Regions from separate parts of the Rattus norvegicus genome. Here region 2 is linked to region 1. A link is a contact called in public Hi-C data. All regions are on one chromosome and are shown on one strand. Each heading gives the region's core, a stretch centred on a gene start, on an enhancer-like site or on the middle of the called end of the contact. The rest is flanking DNA. Distances are from core to core; before and after follow the strand shown.

Region 1 (3,921 bases), core at 828-3,327:
GGAACTGAATGATGAAGGCAGGGTAGAAGTCCCCAGTGGAGATTAAAAAATTAATACAACTTTCTGCGATTGGTCACAGCTGCACTGATAATCCAGTCTTCATCATTCATGATAGTAAACCATCCTTATTCTGCACATCCAGTTTATACTAACATCATCCTATTCCTTATTATCCACCATGTTTGGTTGTATATCATTTATAGTATTCTGCTTTTGGTATTTTGAATTAGAAATCATTATACTTTAAAATTATTATAAAATTATCCATTGAAATTATCTTCAAATATCTGTTCTCAAACAGGCTGTATTAGTCAATATAAATTATTTTAAGGAGGTGGGTAATGTAGTTCAGTGGCAGAATATGCCTCTCATGACTAGGGCTCTTGGTTCAATTTCCAGAACCTAAATAAATAATTACCCAGTAGTGTGTATGTGCGTGCGTGTGCGTGCGTGCTTGTGTGTGTGTGTGTGTGTGTGTGTGTGTGTGTGTGTGTGTGTTTGGGTTTTTTTTTGTGGAAGGGTCTCACTTATAACTCTTGCTAGCCTGGAATTCTAGTGTTGACCAGGTTGGACTCAAACTTGCAATAATTCTTTTGCTTCTGTCAGCCAAATGCTGTGTTACTATGTCACAATGTCCATTTCTGACCAACAGTCAGAACTAACTTAGCAAATTATACTGCATTAAACTTAAAGGCAAAAACATCTAACTTTAGAAATGTGCTATGGTAAATGCCTTTTATAAGTAGAATCTCAAAACAAAGTAAGTCAATAGATTATAAAATGGTTTAAATGATATTTTTTGAATGAGCCATTATGAGAAGATACAACAAATTTAAAAAAAGGGACTCTGCCAGTGACACAAATCAGTGCCTTGCTCAGCCATCATCCAAGACACTCCCTCCTGCAACAGATGGGGGGAAACGTAGAGACCCACAGGCAGACATTATGCAGAGAGTCAGAGGCCTTGAAACGCTGGGCACTACGTCTTAGGCTCAGGGACCCCTTCAGAAAAGGAGGCAGAAAAGTGTAAAAGCCAGAGAGAATGTATGACACCAAGAGAACAAGGCCCGGCCCGAATAAATATGATCAGAGTACCTATGAACTCAGAGACTAAGGTAGCATGCATAGAGCCTGCCTAGGTCTGCAACAGGTCCTTCACACATGAGAGCTTCCAGTTACATGTTTTTATGGGATTTCTGAGTGTGCAAACAAGTGGGTCTCTGTTTCCTGTGCCTCCTCTTGGAACTCTTTTCCTTCTTTCCATCTGGTCCAACTGTGATGGACTGGTTTGTGTTTCATCATGCCACAGTAGTTTGTATTAATCCCTTAGAAGCCTGTCTGTTTTTTCATGACAGACAGAAATGGAGTAGATCAGAATGGGAGGGAGATAGGGAGGACCCAGGGAGAGTAGAGGTGGGGGTAGGCGAAACCTTTCGATAAAATGAAAAAGGAAAAGTTTAAAAGAAAAAAGTGCATCAACAGCACCACTATATTTTCTAAGTTATCAGTCACATATGAGCTACAACATTAATGCAGACAGTTAAAATATTACCCGTAAGCACAGCCTGAGAGACCGTGTTATGCTGCTTTTCCAAACTTTTCTGAAAATGGACTATACCTATATCTTTGTTGTTTATACTAAGACTGTATAGATTTTCTTAAAGAGCTCTGAAAAGCTAAACATACTTGACCTCCAAATAGTTGAAAAGCATTTGGGAAGCCCAAATAACAATGTGGTCTATTCTGTTTTTAATTCTGGAGGCTGAAATGGAAACTTCTACTGTGAACCCTCACCTAACTCACTCAAAATCCAAAGGGATGGGAAGCTAATTTGATTCTAAATCTCTCCTCCAAATTGCAGCTCTGCCTTATTGTCAACCATCCCAGTCTCTCTCAAAAGCCAAGGGTATTGAGACTTTTCGAGTCCTGGTGTCTGTCATTTGCTGTCATGAAAAAAAGTCACCATTATTACAGTCCAGTCAGGAGTACAGCTAATTACTTACCTCACATCAAAATGAATCAGTACTCAGCTAGGCTGGGTCTACACAGGGCCTCCCAGGAACTTCTAACTGAAGTCAGAATTACAAATGGTTTCCCCTGCTATTTGATTAGATGTCGGCAAAGTTGACTCTGGCTTTAATCCAGAGACAACATGAGGAAACCAGTTTAACTGGAAGGAATATTAAAAAAAAAAAAATGGAGTGGGAACCCCAATACTCTTATATTTTCAATTTCTCCTCCTTGCAGAAGATTTTATTGGCTTACATATCTTTATTTCAGCCTTTTATAGTTGTGTTCATTCAGAGAATTTTGTACTTTATCCTAAAAGCCAAGCGCACCCGAAGCTTCGCCTTACAGGTGGTAAGACTTAATAAACTACCACCAGCAAAGAGGAAACTAAAGGATCATTTCAGCGAAGACAGGGGCCACATTTTTCTTAAGTATGAAAATATCCCCACCACAGGCTTATAATGGACAAGAGGGAGCCATCCGTTTACTTGATCCTTTTTTACTATACTTTTTCTCTATTCTTGAGAACTTCAGACATGAAAACATGAAATACGACCATATCCACCTCGCATTCCCCTCCAAGTTTTCCCATGTCCGCTACAGCATGTTGCCCTCCCAACTTCACATTTTGCTTCATACTACCCTAAATTCCCTGTGTACAGGGATGTGGGACTGTCGATTAGCAACAGTGTTTTCTCATGTGTAAAGATTGTGACACTTGCTCCGTTAGCCTTAGCTGTGTTCTGTACTAGCTGTTCTTTTTGCTTTTAAAGCCTCTGGAGCAGTTTCTAACATGTGTGAAAGGTAATTTTCCAGTTCTGCTAATCTTTTTGGTTCTTCTTTTTTTCAGAGCTGGGGACCGAACCCAGGGCCTTGTGCTTCCTAGGCAAGTGCTCTACCACTGAGCTAAATCCCCAACCCCCAGTTCTGCTAATCTTGTTGTGTAACAATCTCAGACTGGAAACCAGGTGATCACTTCTCTTCAGTCTGACGTAACTCAAACAGTTGTTTGCCTTTTGTCCTGTTGCCCCTATTTCTTAACTCAGATTCCCGTAAAAAATAGAGTGTTTTCTTTCTGTGCTTTCTTTGTTACTGAGCGGAAAGTTTCACCTGTATTTGACCTTTCTGATGATTGTCTTAGGAAATTTGGAAGTTCTTATAGAAAAATCGGTCCTGATGACTTAAAATATTTATAATAATACATAAAAATACTTACAATAATATTTTAAATATAATATAAATATAATAAATATTTAAATATAATAACTAGTTATAAATATTATTAATAATATTATAAAATACTTATAATAGTAATGATAAAGCAATGACATTTAGGCTGAAGTGATCTACACATACAGGAGGGATGAAATGATGGAATTTATAATAGAGAATTCGAGCCACTGATTTAAAAGGGAAGCATGGAATTTTTTTTTCTTTTTTTTTTTTCAGAGCTGGGGACTGAACCCAGGGCCTTGCACTTGCTAGGCAAGCGCTCTACCACTGAGCTAAATCCCCAACCCCGAAAGCATGGAATTTTAAAGCTAACATGATACTAGCTACTGTGGGGAAGTGTAGTATTTTGGATGTATCTTTCTTGTATCTTTATTGCTTTCTTCACGTTCAAATAAATAATTGATAAGGTCTACGATCAGGCAGTCTGCAGGGGACACAATAGTAACGACAGCAAGAACCACATGTGCCAAATAGAGTAAGAACAGGGTTTTCTTTGCCTTTTGGTGATGCCAAGGACTAAACCCACGGCGTAGCACATACCGGGAGCCTGCTTTACCAGTGAGCTGAGCTATACACCCGCTGCCACAGCTGCCAGAGCTGCTCAGCCCTCAACATCCTACGAGGCTACCAGCCGTCTCCATTTCAGCGGGGGAAATAGGTCCAGAAGTTGAAGTGACT
Region 2 (3,921 bases), core at 661-3,160, 160 kb before region 1:
AGGTGGCCATATTTAAAAAGAAATAAAAGAAAATTTAAAAGCACTCAAAGCAAAAATGTGGTTGGGAGAAATCTTTCATTAAATAAAAATGCTTGAGTCTGAACAGCAGGTGGCGCTGCGCCTACTCTTTTCCCCCTTTCCTCTTGTCTTTCATCTTTACAGTTTATTTGCCAAACGGAATGTGAGGAATGCCTTTCACTCAAATTTCTAACACTGTGTTGCTGGAAATAAAAGGCTTCCATGCGTATATGTTTCTTAACTTCTGATGTCTTAGGAACACAACAAGAGCTCACACTTAGCGCCTAAATGTGCACTTGACGAACAATTTTTTGGTCATTACTGTTCAAACATGCTCTCCTTCTCTTGAGAGGTCTATTTGATGTGCTTTATGCTCTACTCAAGGACTTGAGATTGAACCTCGAATTCTCAAGCTCATCCCCATCCTCCTCCTGAATACCAGACCCGTTCACACTGAACTCCTTTATTGAGTTTCAACTTGGACACTCTCTGGCTTATTCATGCTTTCATTAGACAATCTTCAGACCGCTGGGATCATGCTCTCTCCTGGCACCGAGTGTCTCTGCGCCATCTATGCCGGTAGCCTCACAGCCCTAAAGCGCATCAAGGCTTGGAAAGACCTTTGACAGAAATGATGGTGTCCCATTTTGCCAATGGCATATAAACAAGGTGATGGTGCCAAATTGTTATTGTCCCAGCAAGTGACAGAGCACCTGCCTAGCATGCGTGAGGCCCTGAGTTCAATGCCAGGTACCTTTAAAAGATCCATTAAATCTGAGCTAAGCTGTTGAGGAGAGTCGTGGCTTCTCCACTAGCCACTCCTGCCAGGTCAGTCGTCCCCACCTCCCACTTCTGGCTTATGCCCGTACCTCCTGCTTGCTCCATGAGCACGCTCTGGGTGAAGTCGCTAAGGTTTCTGAGAGCAGAAGCATTCCTAATTCCACTCCGTCCCCTGGACTTTACAAAGCAAGGAGTAGAGAGTGAGCTGCCACGGGTGTCTGCTGAAATCAATTTTCTTTCCATGCCAGGAGTAATGACTTAATTTTGTTAATACACTCTCTCACCCTCTACACAGAGACGTTCAATCACCCATTTTACAAGGCAATTTCATTAGATAAAATTCCTTAGTAACAGTTACAGCAACTGTTACACATTTGAACACCCATTCCACTTTCATGTCTTAGGCCAGCGTTTTCACTTGCTTTAAGAGGAAGGAAAAGGCAGATCTTTAGAATACAAACTTATCAAACTGCTACCCTGTGGGCAAAAACATCCAGATGGAGTCATCTCTAGAAAGAAAGCTCCGGCTTGAGCAAACAGGTCAACTTTTCTGGGCCACAGCTACAATGTAGTCAAAACCTAGCAAGCTCAGAAGATACAAGAAAAGGCATGCTTCCCAGTACTGCCTCCCGAAGCACCATAGACTTACAGATCATTCCCAGCATGCCTCAGGAGACCTAGACCACTGCTCATTAACACGCAGCCTGCCCAGAAGCACTCTCACCAATGCTCAGTCACCGTTCTACATGCCCTGGCCTGTGTTCTTTAGGAAGGTTCCAAGGGAATTCTTTTTTTTTTTTTTTTTTTTTTTGTTCTTTTTTTTTTTTTCTGGAGCTGGGGACCGAACCCAGGGTCTTGCGCTTCCTAGGCAAGCGCTCTACCACTGAGCTAAATCCCCAACCCCCCAAGGGAACTCTTAATTGATACGTCCCACCCACTCCTCTCCCTTCCACCCAGCTCACCAAAAGCTTAACTTTGAAAAGCAGAGTCTTGCTCTGTTGTCCAGCTTCCTCGAGTAATCCTCCTGCTTCAGCCTCCAGGGCACTTGGACAATGGACATTTGCCTCTACACCCAGTTTTCAGGTATGTGTGTGTGTGTTCACGTGGATACCCATGTGAGCAGGAGGTGCCTGGTCACGGCTATGCAAGCACACGATGCGTGCCCATGGAGGTTAGAGGTCAACAGTGACATCATTCCTCAAAAATACTCACCTTGATTTCTTTGAGGCCGATGAAGACTGGCCTGGAGTTTGTCAATCAGGCTGACTGATCAGTGATCCCGGGGGTATTACCTATCTCTGCTTCCCAGCCTGACCTTTTTACGGGGCTGCTAGGTATTGAACACAGGACCTCACACTTGCATGGCCAATACTTTACCAACTGAGGTATCCTCCCTCCCTCCCTCCCTACCCCATGTCAAACTTTTAATGCTGAGACTAATCCTAGTAATTATTAGTGATGTTGTCATGTGACAAAAGCAACTTAGATGAGTAAACAGCTTTCTTGGGCCACTTGTCTGACTGGGGCAGTGAGACCGGATACCTAACCATAATCCCTCTGCTATGCCATGCATAAGAAAGCAGCATCCCACAGACAGCGGTAGCCAAGTTTAAATCCGAGCCTGAGCTACTAGGAGAAGTTGCCCGCCCAGAAACAGTGAGTGTCTGACAGGCAGTGTCCCACCAAGAACCCTATTGCTTCCCTTGGTGCCAAGTGCGAGCTAAGGTGGTTAAAGAAGTAAATGACATGTAAATCACAGGACACCACAGAAAGGCCCTTGGTAACACTGAATAAAACGGGAGATGCACTGCCCAAGTACCAAAAGTTTTACGATTATATATCAAAACCACTTTATTCTAATTAGCTCACAGAAGCAGCTGGTTTAAGCTGGTCGCTCAAGTGCTTGGCCAGTCTCTATCTCTATACGCCCCTGTGGACGTCATTGTTCATACTCAGAACAGCCATTTGGAACCAATGGAGCTCCTCTCAGGGGACAGAGAGAGAGGAAGAGACAGGAGGGAAAGAGGGGCAGAGAAGCCGTGGCAGAACAACATGGCAGGTGATGTTAAGATTCTGCTCTGTGTATTTACAGGTTGTTATTAATGTTCCTAAGGGATGGATGGTACCAGGCTTTGTATGTTTAAGTGGGCAATTATATCTTATCAATTGGATCTAAGATTATTATGTTATGTGTTCTTTTATGTGAGGGTTTGAGTGTAGGAAAGTGTGCGGCTGGGATGTGTTTCCGCCAAGATTATCTAGCAGATATCTTGGGGCACTGCAGTGTGGACCTAGCGAGGTAAAAGACAACAATACATATATTATTTTTATATTTTACAACAACACACCTCCAACCGTGTTCCTTCCTCCTGTGGATTGCTTTGGTTATTCATATCTCTCTTTCAGTTCCATATGAATTATGACTGTTTCATTCTAAATCTGTGAAATACGACATTGGAATTTTGACGGATATTACGACACATAAGTAGATTCATTTTTGTAATTATAACCATTACCACGCTATTAATTCAAGCTCGAGATCATGAAAGAAGAAAAATATCACACACTAAGTTTAAATTTATAATGAAACAGTTGCCAAAAATCATACCGCAGTATAACGGGACTATCATGGGGTCTAACAAGATCGAGTGACCTGGAAAAGAAACAGGCAGGGGTGAGAACATCTCTGTTCGCTCATCACTTCTGTTGAAACATTTATTGGTGTGGATTTTCTCTAGATGGTGAGCACAGTTAATAATGAACAGTCATGAACGCTGAAGTCAATGGGGCAACATTCACAGGACACACAGGACAACATGGATCCAGAAACCAAGAGAGGATAAACTGGATGGGCAAGTAGATTCCAGTAACTGTCTCACTCGAGTCCATCTACAAGCAGGAGCTAGTCATCCAGCCCTTTTATTTCACTAAAGAAGGATGCTAAGTCAATGCCTTCATTCATAGCCTGTATATGGTCGTTATGAAGACAGCCAGTTTACTACAGTAAAGTCATGATTTCATAATAGGTATGTTTCCTGGGGCTTGAAATGAAAGCCAAAGAATGAACTCCCGAATGGCCCTCCTTTGTCCTCCCCTTCTGTGAAATGCATTATTCTCCAAGAA

What was found. Hi-C and Micro-C count contacts between places; a contact is called where the count stands out from the background.
Region 2: a Hi-C map of hepatocytes shows a contact between it and region 1, with 2.1 times the contacts expected there. The contact joins the enhancer-like site here to the promoter of Fgl1 in region 1. A contact is called at or near these places in 8 of 12 Hi-C or Micro-C datasets (the A7r5 cell line, Schwann cells, hepatocytes and 4 more).

The regions. Positions count from the first base shown.
Region 1 is chr16:57,822,356-57,826,276 of GRCr8, reverse strand. Fgl1 (fibrinogen-like 1) reads right to left here and starts at 2,077. Exons shown (of 8, transcript NM_172010.2): 1 at 2,004-2,077.
Region 2 is chr16:57,979,155-57,983,075 of GRCr8, reverse strand. It overlaps a transcript of Mtus1 not described here. Among named protein-coding and RNA genes, the nearest start is that of Mtus1, 18 kb to the left of the region's middle. Within about 2 kb of position 1,910, at least 1 of the 93 cell types and tissues checked has an H3K27ac peak or open chromatin away from gene starts, as enhancers often do. A contact at or near this core is called in hepatocytes, where this site is marked.